2 separate regions of the Neogale vison genome follow, and region 2 is linked to region 1. Evidence: chromatin contacts called from public Hi-C data. All regions are on one chromosome and are shown on one strand. Each heading gives the region's core, a stretch centred on a gene start, on an enhancer-like site or on the middle of the called end of the contact. The rest is flanking DNA. Distances are from core to core; before and after follow the strand shown.

Evidence for each region. Hi-C and Micro-C count contacts between places; a contact is called where the count stands out from the background.
Region 2: a contact with region 1 is called in a Hi-C map of fibroblasts, with 16 times the contacts expected there. The contact joins the promoter of IRX3 here to the promoter of IRX5 in region 1. A contact is called at or near these places in 2 of 3 Hi-C or Micro-C datasets (fibroblasts and muscle).

What each region holds. Positions count from the first base shown.
Region 1 is chr7:28,482,771-28,490,650 of ASM_NN_V1, reverse strand. It overlaps IRX5 (iroquois-class homeodomain protein IRX-5), which reads left to right and starts at 5,024. Exons shown (of 4, transcript XM_044256128.1): 1 at 5,024-5,736; 2 at 6,820-7,225; 3 at 7,380-7,880. The coding sequence starts at 5,488. LOC122911445 (a long non-coding RNA gene) reads right to left here and starts at 3,422. Exons shown (of 3, transcript XR_006385465.1): 1 at 3,072-3,422.
Region 2 is chr7:29,020,602-29,028,481 of ASM_NN_V1, reverse strand. It overlaps IRX3 (iroquois-class homeodomain protein IRX-3), which reads right to left and starts at 4,963. Exons shown (of 4, transcript XM_044256131.1): 1 at 3,836-4,963; 2 at 2,539-3,658; 3 at 2,289-2,355; 4 at 1,362-1,800. The coding sequence starts at 4,102. The coding sequence ends at 1,746.

The DNA.
Region 1 (7,880 bases), core at 3,775-6,274:
ACAATTTCAGGATTTTACATCTTCTTAGAGTCGCATCAGTTGCATCTTTTAAGAACAATTATTCTCTATAAAACAGCTAAAATATACCAAAAAGATGTTCAAATTAAAGGAGATGATAAAATGTAGAAATTGAAGGGAAAAACACACAGATATTGAGCTATTACCACACAAAAAAGGCTGTGCTACCTCAGAGTTAAAACACGATTCCAAAATATGGCACTGTTTTCATATTCTAAAGAACATGTTTAATCCACTTTGGACTACATGATTTCACTTACTTGCACATTATCAACTGAAGAACATTTAAATTTTTCCTAAAATTTCTATATGTAAAAATATATTAACAATTATGTGGTGCTATTCATTAAAACACACAATAGGTAATTAGTTCCCATTCTTATTTCATTTTTTTTTAACGCAGCATATAAAATTTGAAAATAACACATGGGTAACAGCAGAGGGATGCTGATCTTAGCTGCCAGAACAAAAATGTTGATGGTGGGGTGGGGGGAGCTTTGAGGGATAAGGAAAGCAATTATCTCAAAATTAATGCTCTTGTTTTAGTTTCACCAAACAAATCTAAATAAGTCTTTCTTTGATTTTAGTTTACCATGTAATTCTAGCCAGCTAATTATCCTTGGAGTCACGAATGAGCTGTGACTCTACACCTGGCTTCTCCGATCATATGCCTATGGCCTCCTCCACTTTCATTTCCTCTTTCTACAATGACTTATAATATTAAAGAAAAACACTCACACATCTTATATACACCACTGATGGACAGCCAGCTTCCAGGAAATCATGAGCTACAAAGAGAGGGGGGAAATCTTAATGCAATACTTATGTTAAAGGGTATTAAGTGCTGGGTGAGCCAAGGGTAATATAATCAGCAGCATCCCTCTTGCTATTGTTTTTGCATTCAGAAATTTGAAGTAAAGGACTATGATATTATTTTAGTGGTCGCCCAGGTTATGATTCAGATCCTTAAACTAATAAGAGGCTAAAGGCACTACCTTCACTTGCTCATAATTTGAATTTATAGACAATACTTTGGAAGAAATAAAACAGTTTTCTTCTATTTCTGGAAATAAAAACAAGGCATTCCATAAACAACTAAGCTAAATACTTGATGATGTGAATAGAGAAACTACTTTCGAGCATTAAAACATTCTAGGAGACTGTTTTCCAAAATATAAAGTGGCATGAATTTCTCATATGTTTACATTTTTATTATATTCCTGCTTCTGCACATTAAGCGAGACTTCCTCTACAGATTTATTCTCAACATTAATAAATGTTTGCTTAATAACAGACTGTCCCATTTATGCTTTTCTTTCTAAATTAGTAACCATGACTCCACAAAGAGCACAAAGAAAGCTGACAAAGGCATGGCCAAAAAGCCACAAGTAGTATTACTACATGCCAGAGCACTTAACATTAAACTACCATTTCTCTCTAAAACTTCTGTTGCCAGACTGCTCGCAAAATCTGGAAGCTCAAAGACGGGTTTCAAGTGCAATTAAATTCTCCAAAAGCAAAACTGTACAAAAATATGCCGCCCTTCTTATGTCACCATTTTATAGACAACATTTTCTCAGGATCTTAATTAAGATAACGATGCACACCTGTGTCAACATTCTCTGGCAAGACAGCCTTATCAATCATAATCCTTTAAGTACACTCCAAAACAGCAAAGCGATATGACAGAAGCAATCTGTTGCCTTTCCTAGCGCCGGTGTTGTGTCTCACCCACAAGAATGATGAGATCTTTAAAATACAGCAGACCTACTTTTATGAGTCTTTAAAGTTTTAACTGTAAACAGTTATTACACTAAATAAACAGGAATAACCTCTTTTGCACTTGATTTACACAATGACAACTGTACGGCCAAAACTCGAACAGCAAGCTTTGCAGCCATGTCGTGGCAATGCAATTGTGGATATTATTTTAAAGCTTGAAATTTTAAGAGTTATGCATAACTGGATCCGTGCAGACATGACAAACCAATAAACCTTTAGGAACTCTTAAAATTACAATTTTCTAAAAGTCCTACATTAAAAGCAATCAGGGCATGCCTATTCCCAGTGTAAGTTAAAATGTTCAGAAGGATATAAATGCAAGAATCCCCCCCCCCCAAAAGGAGTCATCTTGGTAATGTGGAAGGAAAGGGAGAGAGTTCCCACCTCTGCGGGGGGGGGGGGTTGGGGGGGTTGGGGGGGAAGCTTCAGTGACCAGAGACCAGTGAAACAGCTTAACAAGTAAGCAGGTTCCCAAACGGGAAAGCTGATGAATAAAGGAGAAGGCAGGGGAGAGGGAACCTTAACCTTAAGTAGCCACTACCAAGATCAAAAGGTAAAAACCTCGTTTTTACCAGCAAAAACGTAAAAACTTTCACAGGAACACTGAGAAACCCCCGCCAGATGCTATTTGAATCCCATCTGCCTGCTAATGATCAGTTCTTCCATTTCACATATTAACACAAGTCTGAGACGCCAGGCGGCCGTGGCCAGCCGAGCAGCAGAGCCATCAATGTGCAAATAAAGCAGAAAATAGAGACATCCTTAAGAAATGAGTCTTAAATTTGACGTAGAGCGGAGGTGACAACCACGGCAACAGAACCATAAATTCGAAATGCTTCAATATCTTTCAGGATTCTCTCCAGACCTTGACACCAAAAAGAAGACAGTAAAAGGAAAGGGGAGGGCAAGGGGGGATAGCCTAGCGGCCCAGAGTGGCAGGATGATGTAATGAGGATGTCTGTGTGACAGACTCAGATTCTCGGTGGCACAAACCTCCATGGCTCCATGTCAGAAAACAGCATCCTGGACGAGAGCCGAGAGGGTGCTGCGGCCGCGCGTGGATGCAGGGGACACGCCCACGCGCGCCCGCCCGGGCACCGTGACATCAGGAGAGGCCGGTCCAACACTCACACGGCCCACGCCCACCCTGCGGCTCGCGGGGCACCGCCGCGGCCATCCGGTCCACGAAGGGACTCGGATGCGGCGCGAGGGGCAGTGAGCCCGGGCGCGACCGGGCGGGAACGCAGCGGGACGGGGTACCCGGGACTCACCTCTCCTCCGCCGCGCGAGCGCGCGGACCGCGGACGCTCCCTCGTGGCTGGCGCGAGCCCCCGGCGGGCGGCGCGCGCGGGCAGCTACCGACCGTTAGCGCGAGGGGCAGCCGCGGCGGCAGGGGCGGCGGCGGCGGCGGCGGCGGCGGGCGGAGCCGGGGGCGGGCGCTGAGGAGCACAAGGGCCGCGAGAGGCGGGAGCGAAGGGAACGGGGAGGGGTAGCTCCCCGCGACCACTCGGTCTACACCGAGCTCCCCTTGGCCGCCCGAAAAGCCATCACCGGCCAGCTCGGCGCTCCCTCCCGCTCCGGCCGTCCCGGGCGCCCGGCCTCGCCTCAGCGGCCCGCGGGCAGCCACCTGGGCCGGGCTGTGCCCGCCTCCGCGGCGGCAGGCTTCTCGTCTCCATGACAATAGGGAGCCGTTGCCCCGCCCGGTCCCACCCCCTCGGCGCCGTGACTCGGAGGGAAGCGGGCGCACGTCGTCGGGGGGCGGGGCCAGTGGAGGCCAGGGCCCAATTAGAGATGGAGGCAAGGAGGGACAGGGCGGGGCTGACAGAGACATTGCCGAATGTCTGCTTGAGGGGCGGAGCGTGGGGGGGGGGCGAAGCTGAGGGTGGGGAGGAGTTAGCGCGCCTGCGTGAAGTCCTGCAGCGGAGCGCGTCCGAGTTTACTTCAGTGGGTCAGTGTGAGGGGCCTGGAGCTCCGTAAATAAAGTGTATCTTGCTTGTCAAAGTCCTTGCGGGGAACTGTGTGGTTGTCTTTCGGCCTGCGTGTGCCCCAGTTTTATGTAAGGTCACGAAGTCCGTGATATACCGAGCTCCAGTGGAGTGCCCAACACTGTGCCAGCCCTGTTTTGGTTCACCAGCGCCCCTGTCTGTCCCAGAGTTCGAGTGCGTCTGGCTTGTGGCGGCGCGGGATGGAGAGACAGGCAGGGGGTCTGTTTTGTATTCTGTGTGGCCGTCGTGGGCAAGGGCTCTGCCTGTGACTCAGTTGTGTGTGTTTGCCTTGCCAGCGCCTCGCTGAACAAACAGTGGTTGGGTTGGGCAAAGCCGAGTGTTTGCAATGGAGCGTGGGCGGGTGCTAAAGTGCGTGCTAAGGGGAAGGGGACCCGCACCCTCCACCATCACCACCGGCCAGGCAGAGGGAGCTGTAGATGGAAAGCCCGAGGAAGAGGCGGCGAGGCATGGTGGGGGCCAGATGGGGTGTAGTGGGGTCCGTGGACCTACTCTGGTACAGCTGCTTCTTCATGTGGCAGCTCTTGCCCATTACCTCTCCTCTAGAGAAAGGCTCTCCCCCGTAATCCCGGCCCTCCCCCTTCCTTGTCGTTTGGCGGGGAGTTGGTGGAAGGAGGCCGGAGACGTGCAGATGTCCAAGGCCTGTCTCTCGCCCACCTGCTGCTGCTGGCGGAGAGGGACAGTCATCTCGGCCTTCCCGCGCCCCGGACGAGGGCATCCCTCCGTCTCTTCCAGGGACCTTCATTCCAGGTCTCCAACTCGCTCTCCGGCTCCCTGGCTTGGGGGAGAAGCCAGGGGCGGGTAGGTGACGGTCCGCTTGGGAGCCCAGCCTCTTGCGGAACAAGAAATCCGCTAACTCCGCGGTTTACTGTGGCAAGCACAGAGCAGAGCGCTCGCCCGCGCCCAGCCCGCCGCCTCGCTGCCTTTGTGCTTCGGATCGACCGGACCCGCCACCAGGGCCTGCCTTATGTCGGAACCGCACTCTACCCCGACTTAGCAGGGAAGGAAAGTTGGAAGAGATCGGCGCGCCTGGGATGTGATTGTCATCCTGGGGCCGGCGCTCGAGAGTCTGAGAAAGAGAGAGAGGGAGAGAGACCCGGGAGAGAAGGGGGGGTGGGGGGAGAAAAAGAGGAGGGTGGAGAGGAGGGCCGCGGAGGAGAGGCGGGCGCGAGGGAGGGGCGAGGGGAGCGCCAGCGAGCGGGAGAGGGAGCCGGGGAGGAAGAGGGAGAGGGCGAGGCGCGCCTGACGGCCGGGTTGGCTGCGGCCGCCCAGAGGTTCCTGCCAGTCCTCCCACCGACTACACCCCGGGAAGGAGGAGCTTCAGGCGCGCACAAGGCGTCAGAATCCTCAATTTCCAACTTAGCATCTTGGCAGGACCTTTGCGAAGCCAAAAGCAGAGCCCCCCAGTGCAAAGAGCGAGGGGGAAAAAGAGAAAGCTGCAAGGGAGGGGGGAGAAACCCAGCCGGGGCGAGCAAGGCGCGCAGAGGAGAGGGCTCGGCAGTCGCAGCCGGAGGCGCGCGGGAAGCCAGCGAGGAGGCGCCGCGGGCCGGAGCCCGGGAGCCGGGGCCCGAGAAGCGGCAGCCGGGGGCAGCCGGAGGCCAGGTGCCCGCCCGCTCGCCCTCGCAGGGCGCCGCCCGGCTCGTTGGCGGCCGCGGCGCGGCGCGCCCCATGCCCGTGTGTGGCCATGTCCTACCCGCAGGGCTACTTGTACCAGCCGTCCGCCTCTCTGGCGCTCTACTCGTGCCCGGCATACAGCACCAGCGTCATCTCGGGGCCCCGCACGGATGAGCTCGGCCGCTCGTCGTCGGGCTCCGCATTCTCGCCCTACGCCGGCTCCACCGCCTTCACGGCGCCCTCGCCGGGCTACAACTCGCACCTCCAGTACGGTGCCGACCCCGCGGCTGCCGCCGCCGCCGCCTTCTCTTCGTACGTGGTGAGTGAGCGGGTGCCGCGGCGGGCAAGGGCAGCTGGGGCCGCACGGGGCGGGCGGGGGCTGCGGAGGACACAGGCCCTGGCGCCACCGCGACCGCCCCCGCCAAGCTTCGCGGCCCCTGCAAACTTGGGCGACTGTCTCGCGCGGCTTCTCCCGGGCCTCGGGCTCAGGAGTTGCTCGGAGGGCAGAGCCGCGTCCTGCTTGGGGCTCTGAGCGGGCGGAGAGGGTTTTTTGGGGAGAGGTCGCTGCAATTAAAGAGCAGCGTCCGGTTCAAACATGAGCTCCAGGCCGCCCTGCAGGTTTTATTTTATTTTATTTTAATGGTTTTGCCATTTTGGAAAAGTAGTTCAAAAGAAACGGACCAGAAATCAGAGCAGAAGCGCGCTAAGTCAATGTAAATGTGTTTGGCCTCGCCTTTAATTAGTCCTCCAAAATGTTGCAAATCCGTAATCCTATCTTCGCAATCCGATTTGGAGGTATTAGATTTCTGAAAAGTCGGCCGAGCTGCGGTGCATCCGGGATTTTTCGGCCGGGTGCACTTTCTGGAAAAATGCCGTGGCTTCGGTTTGGGGTAACATTTTTGGGGGGGTGAGAGTGCCCGGGCAAGGCTTAGCTTTTCCTTTGCCTTCCTCTTTGGGGGGAAAAATGCCTTGACTTCCCTTGCTCTCTCCCCTTGAACCTTAACGTGCAGCCATCAGGGCACTAAGTGCCGAGTCGCCGCCGCTGCCCAGGCCTCCATCTGGGTGGAGGGCCTGGCCAAGGGGGCCCGATCTGCGCATGGAGGGGGCGGACTTGCCCCGGCAGACGCGGGCCTACTGGGTGCGGCTGAGGCCAGGACGGCTTCAAGCGTCCCCAAAGGATGGGAATCAGGAGTTGGTGCCCCCCCACCCCGCTCCCTACGGAAGCGGAGGAGGAGGAAGAGTTGCCCCTGGGTCTGAGCCCGCCAGCCCTACCCCATGGGAAGTCGGAGTTTGGGCCTCGCAGCTCGCGGACCCCTGGGCGCAGGGAAAACGTGCTTCGGTCGTCTAGGTGGTCCTGGGGACCACGGCCCGCTCTCACCCTCTCTTTGCCTGTTCCTTGCAGGGCTCTCCCTACGATCATACGCCGGGAATGGCAGGTTCCCTAGGGTACCACCCCTACGCGGCGCCCCTGGGCTCATACCCCTACGGGGACCCCGCGTACCGGAAGAACGCCACGCGAGACGCCACCGCCACGCTCAAGGCCTGGCTCAACGAACACCGCAAGAACCCCTACCCCACCAAGGGCGAGAAGATCATGCTGGCCATCATCACCAAGATGACCCTCACCCAGGTGTCCACCTGGTTCGCCAACGCGCGCCGGCGCCTCAAGAAGGAGAACAAGATGACGTGGACGCCGCGGAACCGCAGCGAGGACGAGGAGGAGGAGGAGAACATTGATCTGGAGAAAAACGACGAGGATGAGCCCCAGAAGCCAGAGGACAAGGGCGACTCCGAGGGCCCTGAAGCAGGTTGGTGGACGTGGGAAAGGGTGTGTTGGAGAGGGAGTAAGAAGGAAAAGGGGGGCCTGGAGGTTGGGGGCTAGGGTCACTGCCTTTGCGGGCAGGGACCTGGGCCCCACCGCGCGGCCTCCGCGCCCCTGACGGCCTGGGGTTTCGCCCGCAGGAGGAGCGGAGCAGAAGGCGGCTTCGGGCTGCGAACGGCTGCAGGGGCCGCCCAGCCCCGCCGGCAAGGAGACGGAGGGCAGCCTCAGCGACTCGGATTTTAAGGAGCCCACATCCGAGGGCCGTCTGGACGCGCTGCCCGGGCCCCCCCGCGCGGGAGGGCCTTCCCCGGCGGGGCCAGCGGCAGCGCGGTTGGCCGAGGACCCGGCCCCTCACTACCCCTCCGGCGCGCCGGCTCCGGGCCCGCACCCAGCCGCGGGAGAGCTGCCCCCCGGTCCCGGCGGGCCCTCGGTCATACACTCTCCGCCACCACCGCCGCCACAGGCGGTGCTCGCCAAGCCCAAACTGTGGTCTCTGGCAGAGATCGCCACATCCTCGGACAAAGTCAAGGACGGGGGCAGCGGGAGCGAAGGCTCTCCATGCCCACCGTGTCCTGGGCCGGTAGCGGGGCAAGCCTTAGGAGGCAGCCGCGCATCGCCGGCCCCGGCGCCATCGCGCTCGC
Region 2 (7,880 bases), core at 3,714-6,213, 540 kb before region 1:
GCTCTGGGAAAGGCCGCCAACTCATACTGGCCACCAACAGACCCTCTTTCCCCCTTGCCCCTAGGGGCCACCACACCCTGTTTACCCAGGTTCTGTGGGGTTCCCTGGGGGCCATGCGGGGAGCTGCCTGAGTCATGGATGGGGCCTTCCAGGACCTACCCTGCTCTGGCCGGCCCTAGAAGTGTACACTAAATTGAACACGCTGTGCCTTGTTCTATGGCTTTGGGTCCGCAAGTTCTTTCCAAACCTCCCAGGGGACACGCGGGACTGCCACAGGCTCCACCACCAGGGTGTGGGTGGGCACAGCCACCCTATAAGTTTACCAACTAAACCTGGGGACTGAGGTATAAACAAGGTCCCTCCACTTCGGCGGCACTCTTCCTGTGCTCCCTACAACTTGTTCAAGTCAGAGTTGGGCCAGGCTGGCGGACTGAAAGAGAGGACAAGGGGTCGAGGAGGGAGCGAGGAAGGGGCCCGCGGAGGGCCTGGCCTGCCCTGGCTGGAGAGGCCGCCTGAGGTAGGTGCCTAGTGGCGCTTTTGTCCTGTAGAGGGAGCTCCAGCCCCAAATTTCCTGCCTCCCTCCCCCAGCCAGCCCACCCCCTGACGGGCGGGGAGTCTCAATCCAGGATCCATAGGTACTCCAGCCAGGAACACCCCTGTTCCCCTCCACGGGACCCCAGAAAGCTGTCCTTCCAGGGCACTTGGGAAAAACCCGCTGGTGTGCCGAGACGCACAGATACTACCAGGACCTGGGTCCCCAACTCTCCATTCGGGCTGGGCACAGTCACCCAGAAGAGACGATGGGCATCCCTAGGCTGCCGGCTCCTCCATACCCTCCCCCTACTCACCGCCACCCCACACCCTTGTATCTAGAAGGAAGAGTCTAGGGGCCCAATGAGGTTGGAAGGAGTTTGGACTGAGCAAACCTCAGTTGTGCCTATCTAAGAATGGGGTTGCTGGAGTGATGAGAACTTCCCACCCTAGTCCTTCAGCTTCCAGACCCTTCTCTGAGTCTTTTTGCTTTGTTATCAGAGTAGGCTCTACCGTGGACAGGCTGGGTGGGTCCAATCACCCAGGCTCCTTGGAGGGCATCGTGTCGGTTTCCCCTCTGTCTTCTCTGCCCTTTCCCATGGGCGCCCCCCGACGTCTGCATCTGCCTCACCTCCAAGGGCGAGCCCAGGCCCACCACTTCTGTCTCCTCCGTCACTGCTCTCTTCGGAAAAAATGGTCTTATTCTCCCTTTCCGCTGATCCCAGCGACTCTTCAAACATGGGGGGTGTGGGGAGTGGATAAAATAAAACAAAACAAAACAGAAACCAAATAGATCCATCATTGGGGGGGGTCAGACAGGCGGCTTATAGTCAAAGTGGCAACAGCTCATTTATTTAGCCAAAAATAGATACTTTCTTGTACAATTTGGTTCACACATATGTACATTTTGCTGTATATACAAAAAAAGTCAGACACGCTTATTCTCACGGAAACTCCACCCCCCAAAATCAACCAAACCAAAAAAAAAAAAAAAACCCCTCACAAACTCAGCTAATGTGGGGTACAGAAGCCACTTGGGGAGGACTCAGGGGGGACTTGCTTTATTTCATTTTTTCTTTTTCTTTTTCTTTTTTTGTTTAGTTTTTTTTTAAGGTATTCATACACGGACATGCTTACAAGTCATAACTATACAGAGCAATTTTTTTTTTTTTTTACAATTATTACAACGATTTAAAATTTTTAAAAAATAAGTACTAAGACGAGGAGAGAGCCGAGAGGACCAGAGCGGCATCCAGGTGGTTCTGGGGCCTGGAAGAGAGAAGCAATGGTAGTAGGAAGAGTAGCGAGGCACCGGCGCTGCCTAGGACCAGGAGACCCAACCCGGGGGCTGAGGCCACAGGGAGGTCTGGGAGGTGTCTCAGTGTCAGCTGCCTTCCAGCTGCAGATGTTGGGCTTCCGGTTTAACTATCAGAAGGGCAGGAAGGCATCAGACCCGAGGTCTCGGCTGGAAGACCCCTGAAGGGGCGTCCCAGAGCCGCCGCCCACTCCAGGGGCCTGCTGGCCCGGCCGGGCTCCGGCGCCCACCGCGCCATACCCTGGGCCGCGCCCGGGTGCCAGGACTGGGATGGCCAAGCCGGCTGTGGGCCCAGGGGGACTACGGAGGGCTGTGGGGTTCGTACACTTGTTAAAGCGCGTCCCGGCGGCGTTCCCCCGGGGCCGAAAGTCGAGTGGGCCTCCGCGTTCGTTCCTCCCCCACTTGCCTGTCCCACCATTGCCCCTACCGCGGGGTCTCTTACCGCCTGGGCACGGGCTGGAAAGCTGTCTTGAGTAACTTTTTCTCCACTTCCAAGGCACTACAGCGATCTAAGGGAAGCGGGGAAGAAAAAGGAAGGCCTTTAGAGCGCTCCATTCCAGCACTCAGGGCCGCTCGAGGCAGGCGCGGGGTGGTAAGCGTCCTGCGTCCCCGGGGTCCTGCCCATCTCCGTCTGCCCCCTGGCGACCCCCAGAACCCACCCCCTCCCTCCGCACCCAGCGCTCAGTAGTCACCTGTTCCGCCCTCGGGCTCTGCCGGTCGAGCGAAGGCGGCGGCGGCGGCGGCCGGGTGGCCCGCGGCTCCGGGAAGTCCCAGCAGGTGTGGAGGGGCCGAGCCGAGCAGGGAGAGCGGGTGCGGGCGGGGCCCCGGCGGCGGGCCTGGGAACGGCCGGTTGGTCCAAGCGGGGAACTTGCTCAGAGGCGCCGAGACGAGTCTGTGGGCCGCGGCGGCCGCGGCGGCTGGAGAGAGCTGCAGGGCTGGGGGCGCGACGGCGGCTCCAGGGGGAGAACCCCCGGCGCCGGGAGGCGAGGGGCGCGGGTTGTCCGGGCTTGTGGCCGTCTCGGCCAGGGACCAGATCTTGGGCTTCTGCAGGGCTGAGGCGGGCGCTGGCGCCGGAGCGCAGGGGTCCAGGCCCGCAGGCGGAGAGGGTGGAGAAGGCGGAACCGCGGCCACCGGCGGTGGCGCTGGGGCCAGACTCAACACCGGCAGTGGACGCTCCTCCAGGCCCTCCGAGCTGTCGTCCGAGTCGCTATTCTTGGAGTCTGAAATGGGTCTCAGGCCGAGGTCGCCGTCCCTGTGCGCCGCCCCAGCCAAGGCGAGCTCAGGCCCCGTGGCCGCGCCGTCTAAGTTCTCCAAATCGATCTCCTCGTCCTCGTCGTCGTCCGCCAGGCCCTCGCCCCCCGTGTCCTCCTCCTCCCCCACGAGCTCCTCCTCCTCCAGCTCCAGCTCGCGTTTGCTGTCTTCTTCGTCCTCCTCCTCGTCTTCCTCCTCGCGCTCGCTCCCGTAGGCGTTGCCCTCCTCGTCGGTGCGGCTGCGGGGCGCCCAAGTCATCTTGTTCTCTTTCTTGAGGCGCCGGCGCGCGTTGGCGAACCAGGTGGACACCTGGGTGAGGGTCATCTTGGTGATGATGGCCAACATGATCTTCTCGCCCTTGGTGGGGTAGGGGTTCTTGCGGTGCTCGTTGAGCCAGGCCTTGAGCGTGCTAGTGCTTTCCCGGGTGGCGTTCTTGGGACGGGACGGGTCCCCGAACTGGTACTGGCCATACGGGTAGAAGGCCGGGTGCGGGTGCGGAAACGCGGCGGCCGCGGCCGGATGCTGCACCCCCGGGCTGTCTTTCAGCTCGTACTGCGCGCCCTGTACGCACATGGAGAGGGAAGGGACACGCGCGGAGGGAGCGCGGGTGAGCCCTAGCCGTCGCCGCCTTCCCCCTCCCGGCCTGGGCCGCGCTCATCTACGCCCGCGCGCTCACCTCTTCCCGCGCCCCAGCTCTCCAGCCCTCCCCCACCCCACCCCGGCTCCCTGGGCGCTTACCAGCTGCGGGAAGATGGGCAGCTCGGCGGCGTAGGGCAGAAAGGCACCGTAGCCTTGGGCGGCTGCGGCAGCCGCTGCCGCCGCGGCATAGGGCGCCCCGTACACAGAGGAGAGCACGTTGGACAGGGACCCCGAGGCGGCCAGCTCCGAGGCTCCGGCTCCTGGGCCGCCCCGGGCCCCAGCGTTGCCGCCGCCGCTGGCGGCCCCCGGGCGCTCGGGTGGGTAGAGCGGGCGGATGTACTGGTATCCGAGCTGGGGGAAGGACATGATGGCCCGCGGGGCACGGACGGAGAGGGGGCCCGGCCCCCGGGGCCACCCTGCTCAGCGCCGCCCGCGGGCTCCGGCGCGCATCGGGGGCTGGGCCGGGCTGGGGCCGCGCTGCCTCCCGCGCTGAGCTGCGCTCCGCGTTCGCCTATTGATCTGCTCCGCGGCGGCGGCGGCGGCGGCGGCGGCGGTGGCGGCGGCGAGGAGCCAGGTCAGGTCCGAACAGATTGGCGGAGATTCCCGGGGCTCCGGGCTCTGATTGACATTTCTACGGGCCCGCAAGCCCCTCCTCTCTCTGCGCCGCGCTCCCTCCTCTTGCCAGCCGGAGCAGCCTCTGCCCGCGCCTCGCTCCTCAGTGCCCTCCTCTCCCCGAGCAGTGTCGCGCCTCGCTTCCTTCGCCCTCCTCTATTTTCACTCCCCCTCCTCGCCCTTCCTCTTCCCTCCCTCTCTGCGCTCCTCTTGCCCCTAGGATCGCTTCCGCTCCTTCGGGCTCTTTCACTCTCCTGGACTCTCGGAAACTCTCTTCCCTCTCCTGCTTTTCCGTTCTCTCTATTCCTTCTCTCTTCTCCCCTTTCTGCTCAGTTCACTCTTTCTTCTCCCCTCTTTTTATCTCACTCTGCCTACTCCCATAACTCCCCCACTACCCCCACCCCTGGCCTTGGCGGCGCCCTGGGCTCAGGCGGCCTAAAGTTGGGGACACTTAAGGTGCCGTGCGGGGGGTGTGGATCCGTGGATCCGTGTCTGAGCCTGTGTCTGTGTGTCCGTCCCCGCCCTCACCTCCTCCCCTGCCCTTCCCCAAATCTCGGGTCTGACGTCTCGCCCTCTTATTCGACTTTTCCTCGCGTCTCCTTCCCGAGTCGCCAATCGCCGGGGCGCCTTCCAGGCGAGGCCGCCCACCCCGGAGGATACTGCGCGCTGGGCGGGGCGGGGCGGGGACGCGAGCCCGGGCGCTCGGAGTCCCTGCCCGCCCCCTCCGGCCTGCGCCGGGAGGGGCAGCGGGAGGTACTGGGACGCGGGTTAGTACTGGGTCAGCTTGCCCCTCCCCGCTGCCCGGCCCTCGGTACCTCTCTCCCCGCCCCAGCGCCGGGCCTGGGTCGGGACCGGATCTCGGTCCAGCGTAGGCGCTGGGGCTTTCCTCGGCCCAGGCCCCCTTTTCGGCTTGCACCTCTAGATGCCAGGCCACTCTCAGCGGAGTAGGGAAGAAGCTAGAGGAGTGGTACGAGGGACGAGGGGGTGCGTTCTAGTGGAGCCTTCAAAGGCCATCTCATTCCCCAGGGGAGCGAGCAGCCCCCTACCCAGAGCACCAAACCCTGAAATCAGCTACTTTAACGGCGCCTGTGTCCGGGTGCGAACCTCTCATTAGAAATGGCGGGCTCTGCCTCGGCAGGGGCTGCAGTGTGGACCCCCTGGGAACCCTATGCTGGGATGTGGAGCCTAGCGGCGTCCTAAGCGGGTAGGCGGAGGAGCAGAGAGCCAGGTGGAGGAAGCTCCAGGAACTTTGCGAGAGCGCTTCGAGAAGTTTGTATATTGGAATTTTTAGTCGGGAGACACACTTCGTTTCCCTACCCCTTCCTCTGCTCCCTGGTCACCGTGCCAAACTGTTTTCTTTCTGTAGAGATCCCATCACCGTCTCGGGTGGGGATGGCAGGCAAGACTTTTGGTTATCTATGGGATATTTCCTCAATCAAACCTGAAATCCCAGGATCCCAACGCCCAACCTCACGGATTAGGGCGTGCAGCCGACCGCGGGATTGAAATTCCCGGAATCGCAGCGACTCCGGGCTAAAAGCTTTAGGCCTCGGCGGCGACCGATAGATACACAGGCCAGGCCTGCAGCGGTAGCGCCCCAGGGACAGCACGGGGGCGGTAACTCGGTCATGGAGTGGCCAGCCCCGGCTGTGAGGCGGAAACTGGCCGCCGCGCGCTGATTGATAGAGGGATTGAATCCGAATTCCACCAGAGCGGAGGGATCGGAGAGCCTCGGACCGCCTGTCTCTCCAGTCTAAGCAGCTCTGGGCAGGTCCAGTTCAGGAATGAACTGCCAGTTTTGACCCCACCCCTCACACCCCGTCTCCTTTCACCCGTCTTCGCACAGGGCAGCGGCTCCAGAGAAAAATTGCGGGGTGTGTGAGTGTGTGTGTGTGTGTGCGCGGGGTGGAGACAAGAGAAAGTTTGGGGGCCACCAGTTTTTGTGTTGATTGGGGAAACTGACGGTGCGGCCTTCTCACATTCGGGCGAGGTCTTACCCATATCCCTTCCCCACCTGCTATTCTGCCTGATACCTGGCCTTGGCCGCAGTTGGAGTCTCCCCAGAGGAGATGATATCAGGGGAAGCTGTGGCTTTGAAATGTTTCCCCGGCGCCTGATTTCGTTTCCAGTTAAACCTCTCAGCCAAGTGGCTTCGGGAATCATGGGGTCCCCTTCTCACGGAAAATCCAGGGGTTACAAAATTGAGGGTACCATTATTTCCCAGAGTGCTTCCTAGGTGTCCGACCTCGAGCCTCGACGGCCCTGAACCCCAGAGTTTGCACCAAATGGTGGCACGGGAACGCAGAGAGCCAAGAGCCAGATGCCGAGGTGGGGAGACTGTGGGGTGCGCTGTAAATGCCCGGATGAAACGCTCACTTTTTAAAACTCAGCTCTTCCTGAAGGAAAAGACAAAACCATAAGCCGGGGAGATGCTTCCTCCGCATTAACCAGCTATCGACCTGGCTGCATCGAGCTGCATGAGGTGGGAAAGAGGCCAGGGAAGGGGCGAGGTGGTTCTCTGTGAACCAACCACGCAGGTCCGAGGGCTCCCATGACCCAAAAGGAGAACCGCCAAACCCATTCGCGTACCCAAGAACCTCGATTAATCAGGTCCCGCCCGGCGTCCCGGGTCCCGAGCAGAAGCGGCCTTTCCGCTACCCTAGCGTCCCGCAGAGATCAGCCCTGGCCCGGGAGGTCCGCGCTTTACTTCGGGACTAGGCGGCCAAGCCCCGACGTGGCACTAGCTCCGCAACTCGACCGGGCCAGTAGAGCCCGGCCCCGGACTGCACTCTCGAGTTCGAGGACAGCCGAACCATTTCCAGAGATTTCTAATCCAAGGGAGGACGTCAGAGTTTGACACTCACACAGGGAGGAGAAGCAGGTGCACGGGAAGTTGATTTGGAAAAGTCATGCGCGCAAAAACGCGCCGCACACAAAAGCTTCTCCGTCTTTTCTCCTTCTTCCAACGTCCCCAGCGCACACACAACGCTTCGGAGGCTTGCTGTAGACGCTCTCTCTACGCGGCCCCGAGTGTGTCAGTGTACGGAGAGGGTGACCATAGCACACGTTTGGTGCACACAGCAGCGCTCGCTGGACTCGCACCTGGTGCCGCTCGGCCAGACGTCTGCCCAGAGCCGGCGGCCCGCCAGGTTCAGGGGCAGCGCCAAGCACTGCACGCGAGCCGCTAGCCACCAGGCCCCCTTTCTGCCCTCTCCTCGCCCAACCTCACGGTGCGCTAGCGTCCCCGTCGGGGGGCGCCGCTGCAGCCCTAGGTCTCCCCGCCGAGGCCGGTCTTCTGTCCTTCCCTCCCAGAACCGAAGTCCCCGGGCTGCAGTGCGGCCGCCGATCCCTCCGCTTCCTGCAGACGCCGCGGCGCTCGCTCCCACCGCTCCCTCCCCCCCGCGCTCGGGTTACAGGTTAATGAAATGCTCGTTTTCCTCAGTCATTTGTTTTGTTTTCCTGCAAAGTTCTGATAAGTAGCTAACCAACGAAGCTTGTAATTACAATCTTACAGAAACCGGGCCGATCTGTA